5 separate regions of the Mus musculus genome follow, and regions 2, 3, 4 and 5 are each linked to region 1. The links are chromatin contacts, called in public Micro-C and promoter capture Hi-C maps. All regions are on one chromosome and are shown on one strand. Each heading gives the region's core, a stretch centred on a gene start, on an enhancer-like site or on the middle of the called end of the contact. The rest is flanking DNA. Distances are from core to core; before and after follow the strand shown.

Region 1 (2,700 bases), core at 20-2,519:
CACCACAGCCACATAGCGGTCCACACTAAGCACAGTCAGACAGTAGATGCTGGTGAACATGTTGACCGCATCCACGCTGAGCACCAGGCGGCAAAGTAGCGCGCCGAAGGGCCAGTGGCGCAACAGCGTGGAAGTGACCAGAAAGGGCACGCTGAGCATGAGCAGCTCATCAGCAATAGCCAGGTTTAGAATGTAGATGTTGGTAGCGGTCTTCATCTTGGCGTAGCGCAGGATCACATAGATGACCATAGAGTTCCCACACAGTCCCACCAAGCATACCACGGAGTAGATGAAAGAGATGAGAATGGCGCTACCCTGTCCCTCGCTTAAGGTCCCATTCTGGGAAGCGTTTCGTCCAGGCTCTTCCATGCCGTCCGCAGCGCCGGACCCCGGACCCCTGCTGCAGGCTCCTTCCCCGCAGCTGCCTGGGCTGGGGCTTGGAGAAGAGGAGGGAGAGGAGGCGGTGCCATTGGGGAACATCCCAGCTGAAGTGGGCCGGTGCGGCTGCCGGCTGGGGCGCTCACCTTGCGCCCTTGCTGTCTGCGCCCTCCCTAGGCTCAAGGCTCCAAGCTCACAGCTCACCGCCGCCTGGCGCCACCCGGCAGAGCGCAGCAGCTGTGGCGAGCGCGGCTCCGACTGAGGCCGCCGGGAGCATCACCCAGCGGCAGCTTGCTTGAGCGCTGTCTCTCTTGCAGCTCCGGGGGTCCTGGGCACACTGGAGAGTGGAGAGGAGAGGCCAAGAGGCTAGAGCCCAGCGCGGCACATCCATTAAGTGGAAAGGCTCTGGACTGATGAATGATTAATAAGCGGCACCATCGCGTCAGCAGCTACGAAAAAGCAGGCGGGGGGGGGCACATAGGTGGTTTATTCCCCCACCGTCATCGCTCCCCCCCATTTCTAGTCCCCTCTAAGCTCAACTCAAAGATTGCTTCAGATTTCTCTCACAGCATCTTCAGGCATTCCTAGGACAGACCTGAGGAGTTTCTCTACATTTCAAATGGGTAGGTGCCAGTCAAGAATGTAGATTCTGCCCCTTTCCACCCGACTCCTACTCTAAGTAAAGACTGAAGCAAACCCCAGACATTTATGTCTGGAGTTCTTCATTTCTTTCTGCTGCTGCTCTCTTCTGGTGATGGGGGCGACTCCACCTGTCCCTAAGCCACTCTCCAGGACAGGACCCTGAACACCTACCTCCTTTCCTGCTTGCCAGTTCTTTAAACCTGTACCTGGAGATTTCAGGCCTTCAGATCCCCAAGTCAATGATGTCTCCAGATGGCCCTTGCAAAGTGCTTGTAAGGTCTGGCGGCGCTCTGACGTTCTTTGCAAGGTCCAACTGCCTTTGGGGCTGGCCGCTGCACAAGTGCCCACGCAAACACTAAGCGGTGGAAACTAGACCTAAGCCAATAGCGGTATGAGCACGAAGGACCACAGTGGTGTGTTAAGGGATGCTGAGTTACAACATCCGTAGCCCTCCACTCTGCAGCAGGGAGTGTTCAGGGGAACTGAGTGAACCATTGCGACTCTCTAACAAAGCATGTAGTTCTCTGAGCCCCATCCACCTCCCCTAGGAATATCAACAGCAGAAATCAGGATGAGGGGCAGAGAGCTCAGGATGAGGCTGGCACTGCCCCAGGAACCTGCCTGGCGCCGTATTGGAAATCCATGTAGGTGTTCACTAGGGAAAGATTAGGCTGCGCGGCTTGGAACAGCTGTGCCCGCGCGTCCAGGCTGTACTTTGTACCCTGGAGAGTTGGCGGGGTGGGGGGATGGAAGTGGAGAGCGCCAAGGCCTGAACAGGCAGGTGTGCCAACTCTTAATCTATGAGTGGCTGGCTGAGCAACTGATGGAAGCCTGGGATCAGTGGCAAGGCATTCAAGCTTTCCTCCATGGAACCCTAAGGAAAACTAGGGCCTTGAGGTATGACCCCTCTGTGTCCCAAGTGCCGAAACCATTAAGATATGGATATTAAGATCCCAGGTCCAAAGCTCCTCAACCTACAATTCCCATCCCTAGTCTAGGAACTGCAGGCTTTTGTTTGAGAAAGAATGGATGTTGATATTTAAGGGACCCTGGAGTTCCCAGGACTCCGAACTTAGGGACTCTTTGGCCTTACAGTCACTTTCTGTCAAAGGATTCAATCACCTATTCCGTTTCATGAATGCTGTTTCCTTCCAGGAAATCCCTGCAAGTCTTAGCCTGAAGCATGGCCAGGAAGACTGGCCTGCTGCAGTCCAGTGCTCACTCGAGCTTTGCTGCTTGCAACTGCTTATCTTCCTCAGTCTCCCTCTCACATCTCCACCAAGAGGGGCACATTGGGAACTAGAATTACAGAAGCTGTTCATACCGGACAATCTAGAATGTGCAAATCTGGACACCGCATCAAAAGCAAAACGCTTATACCTTAATGGCTTGTTGTTTACTCTCAGCAACCGCCTACACATGGGTGCTCCAGTCTCTCAAACGAAGCAGTGCTTGGAGAGAAATAATCACGTGTACTGTCCATGACGGCAGAGCAGTCAGATCGCAATCAATGACCACAGACTCCCTCGGAGTGCGTACAACAGACACTGAATTATTCATGAGAAAAAAATGTTTGAGTAGAAGGGGAGATTTGATAGGACTGGGGCTGTGGAATGCATTGCTTTACCTAAACAAACCACCTTACCTGAAGTGGAATGTGAAATGGAGGGGAGGGAGTTA
Region 2 (2,700 bases), core at 28-2,527, 1.7 Mb after region 1:
CTGTGCGGCTGGGGATGGGGGCCCCTAGTTACAGTAGGGCTAAGATGCAGCTTGTGTACATTCTCCCAAACTGGCCACCTGCTGGTGTTTTTGAAGGTCCGGGCTGCACGGCTCAGAGACTGTAGAAGATTGAACAAACCTTTCACTCCAGACTAACAGGCCCCCCGAAGAAGCAATGGATTTGATATTAACCACAGACACAGAAATATCGACCTTGTTAGTGAGCTTAATTTTCTTCCCTCAAAGCTTTGGGCGTGTTTTGATGTGCCTGATTTTGCTTAAATCTCACCAAAAAACCTTCTGAAGAATTACCTCCTTCTGTAAGTGGCACTAAAACCGGGAGAGACAAATGACACTCTACCCTTGGTGTTCCTATGACCACCAACAATTATAAAATAACGGGGTTAAATGGAGACGGAGGACCAGGGACTTCCTAAGACGATCCCGTTCCCAATGCTAGCAGATCTGGGTCGCGCCTTCAGACTAGGTCTGCATTATGCTTTGCCTGCCCTTTCTGCCGTTCACTTGATCTAGCGTGGCTTCCCCTCCCTGCACTCTCGACACTGTAGACCAAAGTGCTGTAGCTCATCTTGAGAGCGCCCCCCAGAGAAGTCCCTGGGAAAGGAGAGCGCAGAGCTCTGCTTTCCACTTGTCCTTAGCTACAGAGACACAACGCACCTGGCCGCTTAAAGTCGGGGTTCCCTGCTTCAAAGCCACCTCGGGGGCGGTTCGAAAATGCGGGCCCAGATGGGAGGCCCGCTGATGCCCAGAGCCTTCCTTCCCTTCACGATGGAGGTAGGTGGTGAGGAAAGCTAATGTTAGTTTAGTCGTCGGCTTTGTGTTGAGGGAGTAGAGAGCACTCTTCAAGGAGAGATCTTAAAAAGCAAATAAAACAACTTTCCATACTATAATTGCTATTAATGGAAAGGAGCCTACCCTGCTGAATTAAGTAGTTCAAAACTGCTTGTTCATTATCGGGAGCTCCCTCACTACAAGGAGGGGAAAGAAAATGTGAAAACAAAAACCAAAATCAAGAAGCCTCCTTGACTGGCCGCCGAAGTGTCTAGGAGGCACCTGCCGGGCCAGGAAGCACTCCGCCCTCCCAGCCTCTAGCGCTCCAAGAAAGCTCGAACAGCAGACAAGCAAAGCCAAAACAAAAACAAACAATAACGAAAACGCTTAAATTCCAAGGAGAAAAAAAAAAAAACGGAGGTGGTCTCCAAATCTGTGCCATGCAGGGCTTGGCTGGGTAACCCACTTAGCTGCTGATCCTGACCTGGTAACAGCAATGAGGCTGACGCCCCCGGGCCCGCTAGGGAGCACAGCCCACAGCTCCCCCTTGCCAGGCGCCCAAGGACCCTCAAGGCGCGGGGCTCACACTTGAAGCCTGGGAACGCTCAGACAGGAAACCCACTTCCTCCTAAGCAGTTTCTTCCTAGCCGGATGAGAGGCGCCCAATTGAAGCAGAATGATCCTCATCTACTAATATCCAGCGTGGCCACAAAGCGACCGGCCATTTACGCCGCCACTTTAGACAAAGATATTTGGTTATTCCCGGGGAAGCAAGTGCACTTTTGCATGGCTGAGCTCCGGGAGGAGGCGAGCCTCAGCCCAGCCTCCCGCCCGCTGGGCTGCGGGCGTCGAGATATTCGCCTCCTCCCGGACAACGAGTTCCACCCGGGTTCAGACTCAGTTCCACTCTGCAACGGATCTGCGGGCGCTCACGCGGCTCCCCGCCCGGGCTTTCACTGAAGCATCGGAAGGGAAAACTGCGGGGATCTGAGCTGGGGTGCTGGGACTGGGATGTCCTCGGAAAGACAGCATCAGCTTCTGAAGCCGAAGTATCCAGGCCATGGGCAAGGGTCAGGGGCACCAGGTTTGTTCGAGATGGGGCAACTTCCGTGGTGGACTCTCCTGTTAATCCCCCGCACCCTTAGCCTCGTAGCTCAGAGGGCCAGCGGTGTACTTGCCTGGGCCGGCAAAAGGGGTGGAGAAAGGGAGCGGCGGGGTGGGGTGGGCTGGGGGGGCTGGTCCGCTAGGGAGCCAGGAGCTTGGTGGGGGGTGGCGCGGGGATCGGTGACAGCCTCCCGGAGGCAGTCGTTCCCTTACTCAGCTCCCCCTCCGCCCGCTGGGATTCTCTCGGGTAAGGGGAAAGGGGGCGGGGAGCAGAGGTGTCCCTCTGACGGCGGCGGCAGAAGAAGCAGACAGACTGACAGACACATAGACCAACAGTGCAGCCCCAGGGTTCATCCCCAGACTCGCACACTCTTTTGGTGGTGACTGGGGCTCAGCGCAGCGAAGCCCGATGTGGTCCGGAGGCGGTGGGAAGGCGCGGGGCTGGGAGGCCGCAGCGGGAGGGAGGAGCAGCCCCGGCAGGCTCAGGTGAAATCCCGCTCCCTGCTCCTCAGCCCCCTTCTCCCCCAAAGGCCAGCCCCTGACCTCGGAACCCCGACCAAATTGGACCGCGGTTCCACTTTGTAACTCCCCAAGTTGGTTGCAAAGCAGTATTCACCTTCCGTTCTCCTTTCCATCCCTCCCCTTAGGTTATTCTCTACCCCACCTCTGGCCCTCCCGCTCTCGGTTCCCTCCTCCTTCCCCCCCCCCCGCCTTTTCCTCGCGCGCCACAGGCACCCCACAAAAATGGGGGTGGGGGTGTCCAAGGGAGGGGGAAAGTAATGCTTTGGTTCTCTCTCTCTCTCT
Region 3 (2,700 bases), core at 176-2,675, 1.5 Mb after region 1:
TCCGCCAGCAGGCGGTCCCGGATCTCCCAAGCGAAGATGCCTGGGTCCCTCTGCTTGTAAGTCCGGATGTGTTTCACCACAGTAGGGGTGGTGACCCGGGGCTTGCTCCCCCCAATAGCTCCCGGCAAAATCGAACCGGTCTCGTTGTAGCGCGCCAGGATCTTGCTGACGCAGCCGTGCGAGACCCGTAGCTGGCGGCTGATGTCACAAGGTCGGATGCCCAGTTGGGCTAATTCCACGATGCGAAGCCGAATGGCGTTGGGCAGCGGCCTTCCGTTCACGAACACTCCTCCCAGCTGGTTCACCTCCCCGAAGGCTGGCTCTGCAAAAGGAGCACAGAGCGCGCCACAACGCGCACCAACTGCTTGGGACAGCCGCCTGCCACTCGGCCTCCAAGAGCGTCCAGGGGCAGGGTTATGACACCCTTCTATAAGGACTGGGGTTGCCCCGAAACCAGACTGTTCCGGCCTGAGCCAAACGTCTCAAAACAAGCTGCGGCCAGACCTCGCTCCTACTTTGCGATTCCCAACAACAAACAAGAAGAGAGACCCAGGGCAACTCCGGACACTTAAAACTCTCCGAAGCAGGCGGGGAAATCGGTTCTGAGGCTCCAGCGCGCCCCTCTTTGCCTGCCTGGTACCAAAACACTCGGCCCTTGCTCCCTTCCACCGCCTTACCCCTCCCTTCTGCGGGGTTAGACGCAGTCCAGAGAAAGCTGGGGGGGGGGTGTTTTTGTTCTGTTTTGCTTGCAAGTGTAAACACGTGTGCAACAAAACTTGGATTGACACTGGAGCTGCGAGATTCGCCAATGCCACGGCCCTCTTCCCTTAAATCGCAAAATGGCATCAATTGTCACCCAGTGGCTCTCACAGAACCCTTTCCGCCACTGACCCTTGGAGGGTGCTTACAGCTCGACGGACGCAGTCTGAGTCAATACAGCGCGGTGGCGCGCCTCAGCTCCCTCCCTCTAGCCCTCGCCTGCTCGCTCCCTCCCTCCTCGGATCTGACAACGTCCCCCATCAGCCACTCACCCATTGCTCTGAGCAGTACACCAACCCGGCCCCAGTTCCGCACTCCCAGAAAGAAACTTTTTTCTTGTTCTCACTGAGCCGGCCTGTCGCTGCTCCAAGCCGAGGGTGCCTTGGCTTCTTCCCGGGAGGAGGCGACAAGAGTGCCAAAGGAAAGAGTAAAAGGAAGTCTGTGCCGGGCTGAAAGAGGCTTGAGTTCTGCATTTCAATCTAAGCAGCAACGTGGGCTGGGCTGAGCAGGGCCGGGCGGCTCAGTCTATCACTCACTTGTGACACACCCCAAAAGAGGTGGGCCCGCGAGCAATCTGCGTTGTAATTGGTGCAGGCCGGTGAGTGACAGCTCAGTCCGGGAAACTCCTTCCGCCGTCTGTTTCTGGCTGGCTCCGCACCTGGGTGACTAAATACAATGAATAAGAGTGTTTGACGTCTTCCCAGGGGCGCCGCAAACAGAGTGCAAAATCAAGCTGATAAAAATGCTGAATAAGCGAACAGAAGCTTTGGTCTCGGTTTGAATAACTTTAAGTGGGTAGAGACCGAGGACACCTTTTGGGGAAGAGATGAATTTGTCAAATTAAAGTTGGAGGTTAGAGCTCTCAGAGAACAAGTGGCACGACCCTTAAGGGATGACTGAGAACTACCTGTCATGCTGACCTTTGGGGACTGTCAGAATCTTGTCCACAAATTCTATCTCCTTCCAGTTCACTCAGGATGGGGAGAAGTCGAGTGGAGGAGGCGCTTGAGGTGTAAGGACAAGAGACTCCTTCCCGTACCCCGCCCGAAGTGGTTAGTCCAGCAGTGAGGGGCTAAACCTCAGTCAAGCAGGATCCTAGCAGAGGCCAGGTGCAGTGAGGAAAAAAAAATTAAAAAACCAGACTAAAGAGGAGCACAGGACGTCCACGGGGAAGGAGGGTTGATCCCCGGAGCGCTGGTGGCAGTGGCCACGTCCATCCCATCCCACCCCCTTGCATCACTCACCCAGGGTCCTGGTTTCCGTGTGTAAGAATTTGCCAGGGTTCTCAACACCATAGAGCCACCTTGAAAGGTTTGATTTTAAATATGAAAGTCAGCCCCAAGGAGGTACCCGCTGACACTGCCTCTGAGCATCTGTATGTAATTCCCCGCGACTTCAGCTTAGCTACCACAGATGCTGTGTGGTTCTGCCTACCTGGGGATTTTTCACTTTCATTCACCCAAATCCGAAACGGATAGAAGAGTTTGGGACAGAGAAATGCATTTCTTTATGGAGACAAGGTTGTGACGTATGTGGACGAAATAAGGAAGAGAAGCATTGTGAATGGATTCGGGTATTTGTGTGACACCGGAAAGTGGATGATATTACTTCGTCTCCATCACAACAGCCCTCTCTTTAACACATATCCAGGATGTAGGTGATGCGCGCACTCTCCCGAAGGTTCTGCACACAAAGAAATCAGAGGAATCCCGATGTTCACCAGTAAATGACAAGAGCCCAGGACGTCTAGTAATCAGTCTTGGAGCTGACCATTGATCTCCAGGCATCTGCTTCTGTGGTGGGTGTGCACCCTGAATTCAAGTTACAATCAAGTTAAGGATTGAAAGATTACTTCAAATGTCTTTTATTGCAGTCAGGTATTTCCACAATGAGGCTTCACAAATAGAAATACTTGAACATAGCCCCCCCCCCCCTTTATTT
Region 4 (2,700 bases), core at 43-2,542, 1.6 Mb after region 1:
TGGGTGAGGCGGGAGGGGGGGTGAGGGTGGGGGCGCCACGCCCTTGTCAGGTTCGAATTCAGCCTCAGCAAAGCCCGGTTTTCAGATGCGGCTACCCAAATGTAGCTCTCATCCCTGAAATTTAGAAACCAGGTACCCAAATAACTAGCTGGATAGAAAAAGGCTTCTGAGACCGCACTCTAGCGCTAGACTGGAGCCAGAGGAAGACTAGAAAGGCCAACAGAATGTGCCTGCTGCTGCCGGATTCTGCCCTCTCCTACCTCCTTCACCCGCCTTCCACGTGGATCATTTTATCTGTGTTCCCTTGGTGACTAGAGGATCTGGGAGACATCTCCTGCCAGGCACATTTCTTTTGGGCAGGCCTGTTGCTAATTCTGCCTATCCGCCCATTCTATGTCAGACGGGGCAGCTGTGGTGTGGTCTGCTACACTGTGAGCAGTGAGTAATGCAGACCGCTCACTGTCCCTTCCTATGCTGCTAACTGGCACCGACTTGGGAGATGAAGGGCAGGGACGAAGCCCTAGTGACAATACCAAGGAAGCTTTGGTAGGCCACCCTAAAATCTGCTACCTCCCTTGGGTCCTCGAATGGAGGAGCTCAGCCAGAGTCCCAGACTCAGGGTCCATAGATGCCAGACCAGGATGGACATTTCGGGACCTGGATGTTGGCTGTTTTGTTGGCCTGAGGAGACAGACACAGGTCCCAAGCTCTCCCACAGGCTTCCAGACCTTTCAGACTGTGTGTGGTGAGTGTGTGTGTGTGTGTGTGTGTGTGTGTGTGTGTGTGTATGTAGGCTCCTGCAAAATCTGTGCCCTAGACATCTGGAAAGACCAGGCCATCCTCTGATATCTAAGGAATGCTACCAAAAAAAAAAAAAAAGTGCGCCAGTTTAACGTAGTTATAAATCACTTTCCAAATAATTATGAGAAACTACCATTCCAGCAGGGAAGCTCCGGGGAAAAACAAACAAGGAATAATAAAGTCGCTCCACCCTCCCCAGCTCTACCACCCAGCCCAGGCCCCACGTCAGCCTGAGAGGAGAAGGAAGCTGGGGCTCAGTTGGGAGGACCATGGTCACTGTTCGCCACCCAAGATGTTATTCACTGGTAACAATCCCCATTATCTGTCCCCACTTTGGTCTAATCAGACAATCGCTAATACCAGGCCAGCTTCCTGCGACCTCTGGGAGGTAGTCTTGCAGAGGGGGCGGGTGCCGGGCGGGGCGGAGCGGGAGGCGGGGGAAGGGGGGGCGGAGATGGCACCTTCCGGACTTGCCCCGGCTTCGCTCCAGCACTCATTCAGGTACTTAAAACCCTGGACACCCCGACTGCGGTTTTCAAAGCCCTCCGAGTAGCAAGGGCTGTTAATATAAATAGGGATTCCTCCCGCAAAGGTGCTGGCGTCTCAAGGCCAGCGCATGGCGAGCGCCTCGCACTTCCATCCTTAGGAGCGGCGTCCCCAGCTGTCCCTGGGTCCCTAGCCTACCCTGCCCCCCACCTTCTTCCCCTCCTCGGCCATGGCCACCTCTGGACGCCTCGGCTTCACGGTGCGCAGCCTCCTGAATTTACCTGAACAGGATGCGAAGCCTAGGGTGAGGCGCGAGCAACAGACGTGCGTTCCACAGACTGCTGCCTGGCTGGAGTCGGAGTGCAGCCACTACCTGTGTGAGTGAGCCAGGACTGCGGCCGGGGGTGGGGAGTGCGGAGGAGGGACCCAGCCAAGCCTCTGGGGTCAGGGATGGAGAGTGGAGATTCCCAACCCAGAATCAGGTTCCTTCGACCCTAGAGCAAGCGCGAAGCTCTGTGGTCCTCAAACAGACAGGTGGTGCGTCTGAGTCCACACATCCTGAGAGTAGATCTTGGTCCTGGACTGCTGAGGAAGGTAGTGGTTTTGGTGTCTGGCGATCCGAAAAGACCGGGATATTTAAAGATTTGAAACCTTCCTTTTGTGTCCCAGGGCTTTGCAAACTTCAAATCAGAGGTGGCCGGTATGGGTGACTCAGCTTGTGGGAAACTAGTCTGCCAGCTCAGTTACTGTTGCGATTCCTTTAAGAGGACCCCAGGGTGGGTTTCTCTGGGGCATCATCTCAGGTCTGCCGATTACTCTTGTAGTATGGTTGAGGTAAGAGTAGGGAACGTGGGTACCCAGAAGTGAATACAGCAAAGCAAATGGGTCGCAAAGCCCGGAGCAAGAGAATTGGGACTCCAGGTGGAGACGAGGGTGGGAGACAGGTCCCAGACACCCGTAGAGGCTGGCCTCTCACCAGGCGACGTCTGCTTTGCTTTGTGGTTCCCAGCCTCGGACGAGAGCGGCCTGGAGACAAGCCCTGCAGACTCGTCGCAGCTGGCTTCGCTCAGGCGGGAGTCCCCCGGCTCCGACCCGGAGAAGAGGAGGAAGCGGCGGGTGCTGTTCTCCAAGGCCCAGACCTTGGAGTTGGAGCGGCGCTTTCGGCAGCAGCGCTACCTGTCGGCGCCGGAGCGGGAACAGCTGGCTCGACTCCTGCGCCTCACGCCCACGCAGGTCAAGATCTGGTTCCAGAACCACCGCTACAAGCTGAAGCGAGGGCGAGCGCCTGGGATCACAGAGCCTTCGGATATGGCAGCATCATCTGATCTGCACGCCGCTCCCGGCCTGCTGCGCCGCGTAGTGGTACCCGTGCTGGTTCACGACCGGCCACCGAGCAACAACGGCAGAGGTGAG
Region 5 (2,700 bases), core at 198-2,697, 1.0 Mb before region 1:
AGGTTCGTGACACCAAACTGTATAAAAGAAATGTGACAGAAGGTCTGCTGTTACATCACAGAGCTAAAGATATCTAGACTAGCTAGTTTCTTAGTGTGGTTTGAAGCAGCAGACATAAAATTTCTTAACCACGCCGGGCGTGGTGGCACACGCCTTTAATCCCAGCACTCGGGAGGCAGAGGCAGGCAGATTTCTGAGTTCGAGGCCAGCCTGGTCTACAAAGTGAGTTCCAGGACAGCCAGGGCTACACAGAGAAACTGTCTCGAAAAACGAAAAGAAAAAAAAAATCTCTTAACCCTTTAGATATCGCTGCTTCCTACAATTTGACTGAGATACTTCGCATGCTGAGAACGTGAAGGGCTGTTTTTAAAATCCCTTTCTTTGGGGGCACCAAACTAAAGAAAAGCTCTCCTCTCCAACTTATTTGTAGGAGTATCAGAGACTATCAAAATAGCTACTTTATTTCATCCATGTTACTTTTGTATACAGGGGTGTGTTGTTACAGAAGTACAGTGGTACACTGAAGAGGTATCCACAGCTCTCTTCACAAACACTTCAATGACTTTAAGAAACTGAAAATTAAAACCTGTCTTAACTTCCTAATTTGATGTTACCACTAAGTGATCGTTAGCTATTAATAAAACATACTAATTATACAGAACTTTTGCAGACAAGGGTTCAGAGAGCATTTAAGTCTGGGTACCAGCCCTCAAGATGAAAATCGTTAGCCATTTTTTTCCTGCCCCTCTAAAGACGAAAGGTGGCGCTGCCGTCACTGGTTCAGCAATGGGGCGTGTGCGGCCTCCGCACGTCGGAAGAGGAAGGTCCGCGTGCCGCCACGATCCGCCTTTCCTGGGAAGCCGATTTTGTCCTGCTCTGAACAAGATGTAAAAAGAAGCCGGCGTGCGAGCCCTCGGGCGCCGCGACCTCAGCCCAGCGAATGAGAAAGCGTCGGGACTTAGCGCAGCACGCCGGGGTTCCGCCTCGAGCACGCTGCAAGGGCCAGACCTACCCGGCGAGGGACGCCCAGAGTGGCCCCGCCCCCACGCCTCTAGCCCCGCCCCGGGTCGCTGACGTCAACGGTCACGTGCCGCGCGATCCAGGCAACCAGGAGCTCCCCCGGTTCCGGAAGTCTCGCAAAGCCGCGCCAGGCTCCGCCCGTCGCCGTGACGTCACTCTCAGTCCCTACCACTACCGAGCCTCCGCGTCCGGGTACCGGGAGAACCACGGTTTCCTCGGAAGCAGCGCGGTCGCCTCCGCATCCCTGGTCCGTTCGAGAGAGGATTTCGAGGTCGTTGCCCGGGCCGGCCGGGGAGCACTTGCTTGCGGTACGGAAAGTCAGCGGCGTGCAGGCCTCCCCGCGCCAGCTTTTCCCCCCTCTCAGCCGGTCCGAGTGCACTTGGTTCCGCCGAGGCGCACGACGGTTCCGCCCCCTTCTTCCTTGTCATTGATGTTGTTGTTCTTGTCAGTGCCGCAACCCCGACCGCCGGGAGCGCGAACCCGAGCCGGGGCCGCCCGGTTGGTGCGGTGGCGGCGGCGGCAGCGGCTGCGGCTGCTGCAGCTGCGCCGGCTGCGGGGGCTGCTGCGAGGACTGCGCAGGCGGCCGGGGACGGGCGGCCGGCGGCCGAGCCGGATGGCTCTGTGCGGGCAGGCGGCCGGCGCCGCGTCGCTGCCCAGCGAGCTCATCGTGCACATCTTCTCCTTTCTGCCGGCGCCCGACCGGCTGCGGGCCTCGGCCTCCTGCTCGCACTGGCGGGAGTGCCTCTTCTACCCAGCGCTGTGGCCCCAGCTCCGCATCTGCCTCCGCGTCTCGCCCGCGGAGCAGCCGCGGCTAGAGTTCCTCATGCGCAAGTGCGGCTGGTTCGTGCGGGAGCTGCGGGTTGAGTTCGCCGCGGAGAATTATCTGAGCGGAGGCGGCGGCCCGGGCGACGGCGGTAGCGGCGGCGGCACCGACACGGGCACCGGAGGGGAAGACGGGGAGGCCCTGCAGCTCTCCTCCCGCTGGCTGGAAGTACTGCGCATCTACTTGGAGCTGGTGTTGTGCGTGCTGCTCAGCATCCGGAACAACAGGTAGGCTTGCGTGGGGACCGAGAGGGTCTGGCCTTCCGCTGGCCTTGGGAAAGATCCCGTGGGGTGTGCCGGCCGGCCTCAGGATGGCCTTGTGTAGGTGCAGCTATCCGTTCCTGACCAGACTATTTCCGGAGACAGAAGAGGTGATAACGGGACTCCTGGAGCGTCTCAGGCATGCTTTCATTCATCCGTTCTTGTCCATGGGCTAGAGCTGCTGGGCAATGCCATTATCTTATGCGTGGGAAAGTTGTGAGTTAAGGGTGAGGCCTGTACAAAAAAATAAGGTGGTTTTCTGATTCTGAATTTGACCATTGGTGATGGGTAATTAATTCATAGTGACGAGGTGAGTAAGTTTCCTTGCTGATGTCCATGATTACAAGAATTAACCTATAAGAATTCTTTAACAGTCCTTTTCTTACCTGAAATAGTTTTACTAGCCTGGGCCATGTCCAAAGACTGGGAGGAGTGCTAGTTAAAATCATTAGGGGAGGAAAATTGTCAGACTTGAAGCCGCATCCCATACACCATCAGGCTGGACTTACTCCCAGTGATTCACACAAAAGTAACGCTACCTAACTTGGGGTGGGATAAAGGAGCTGGGCATACTGTGGGGGTTAAGTATGAGACTCA

The links. Promoter capture Hi-C pulls out the DNA fragments that hold promoters and counts their contacts. A called contact is a pair of places that touch in the nucleus more often than the background predicts.
Region 2: a promoter capture Hi-C map of embryonic stem cells shows a contact between it and region 1, with 9 times the contacts expected there. The contact joins the promoter of Nkx2-1 here to the promoter of Sstr1 in region 1. A contact is called at or near these places in 7 of 39 promoter capture datasets (embryonic stem cells, liver and stem cell-derived epiblast-like cells) and 7 of 484 Hi-C or Micro-C datasets (embryonic stem cells and stem cell-derived epiblast-like cells).
Region 3: a Micro-C map of embryonic stem cells shows a contact between it and region 1, with 9 times the contacts expected there. The contact joins the promoter of Pax9 here to the promoter of Sstr1 in region 1. A contact is called at or near these places in 6 of 39 promoter capture datasets (embryonic stem cells, hippocampal neurons and liver), 9 of 484 Hi-C or Micro-C datasets (all in embryonic stem cells), 4 of 115 datasets of contacts at active chromatin or transcription factors (all in embryonic stem cells) and 1 of 9 other capture datasets (embryonic stem cells).
Region 4: a Micro-C map of embryonic stem cells shows a contact between it and region 1, with 8 times the contacts expected there. The contact joins the promoter of Nkx2-9 here to the promoter of Sstr1 in region 1. A contact is called at or near these places in 2 of 39 promoter capture datasets (hippocampal neurons and liver), 2 of 484 Hi-C or Micro-C datasets (both in embryonic stem cells) and 1 of 115 datasets of contacts at active chromatin or transcription factors (embryonic stem cells).
Region 5: a contact with region 1 is called in a promoter capture Hi-C map of liver, with 5 times the contacts expected there. The contact joins the promoter of Fbxo33 here to the promoter of Sstr1 in region 1. A contact is called at or near these places in 3 of 39 promoter capture datasets (cranial neural crest, embryonic stem cells and liver).

The regions. Positions count from the first base shown.
Region 1 is chr12:58,210,373-58,213,072 of GRCm38.p6, reverse strand. It overlaps Sstr1 (somatostatin receptor 1), which reads right to left and starts at 1,269. Exons shown (of 2, transcript NM_009216.3): 1 at 1,192-1,269; 2 at 1-827. The coding sequence starts at 480.
Region 2 is chr12:56,535,485-56,538,184 of GRCm38.p6, reverse strand. Nkx2-1 (NK2 homeobox 1) reads left to right here and starts at 1,277. Exons shown (of 3, transcript NM_009385.3): 1 at 1,277-1,876. It overlaps Gm26973 (a long non-coding RNA gene), which reads right to left and starts at 995. Exons shown (of 6, transcript XR_872771.2): 1 at 679-995.
Region 3 is chr12:56,694,196-56,696,895 of GRCm38.p6, reverse strand. It overlaps Pax9 (paired box 9), which reads right to left and starts at 1,425. Exons shown (of 4, transcript NM_011041.3): 1 at 1,032-1,425; 2 at 1-322. The coding sequence starts at 1,035. Gm15524 (a long non-coding RNA gene) reads left to right here and starts at 2,129. Exons shown (of 3, transcript XR_003950120.1): 1 at 2,129-2,700.
Region 4 is chr12:56,611,876-56,614,575 of GRCm38.p6, reverse strand. It overlaps Nkx2-9 (NK2 homeobox 9), which reads left to right and starts at 1,292. Exons shown (of 2, transcript NM_008701.2): 1 at 1,292-1,664; 2 at 2,297-2,700. The coding sequence starts at 1,517. All of the region lies in intron 3 of Gm26973 (a long non-coding RNA gene), which reads right to left.
Region 5 is chr12:59,218,230-59,220,929 of GRCm38.p6, reverse strand. It overlaps Fbxo33 (F-box protein 33), which reads left to right and starts at 1,447. Exons shown (of 4, transcript NM_001033156.4): 1 at 1,447-2,070. The coding sequence starts at 1,451.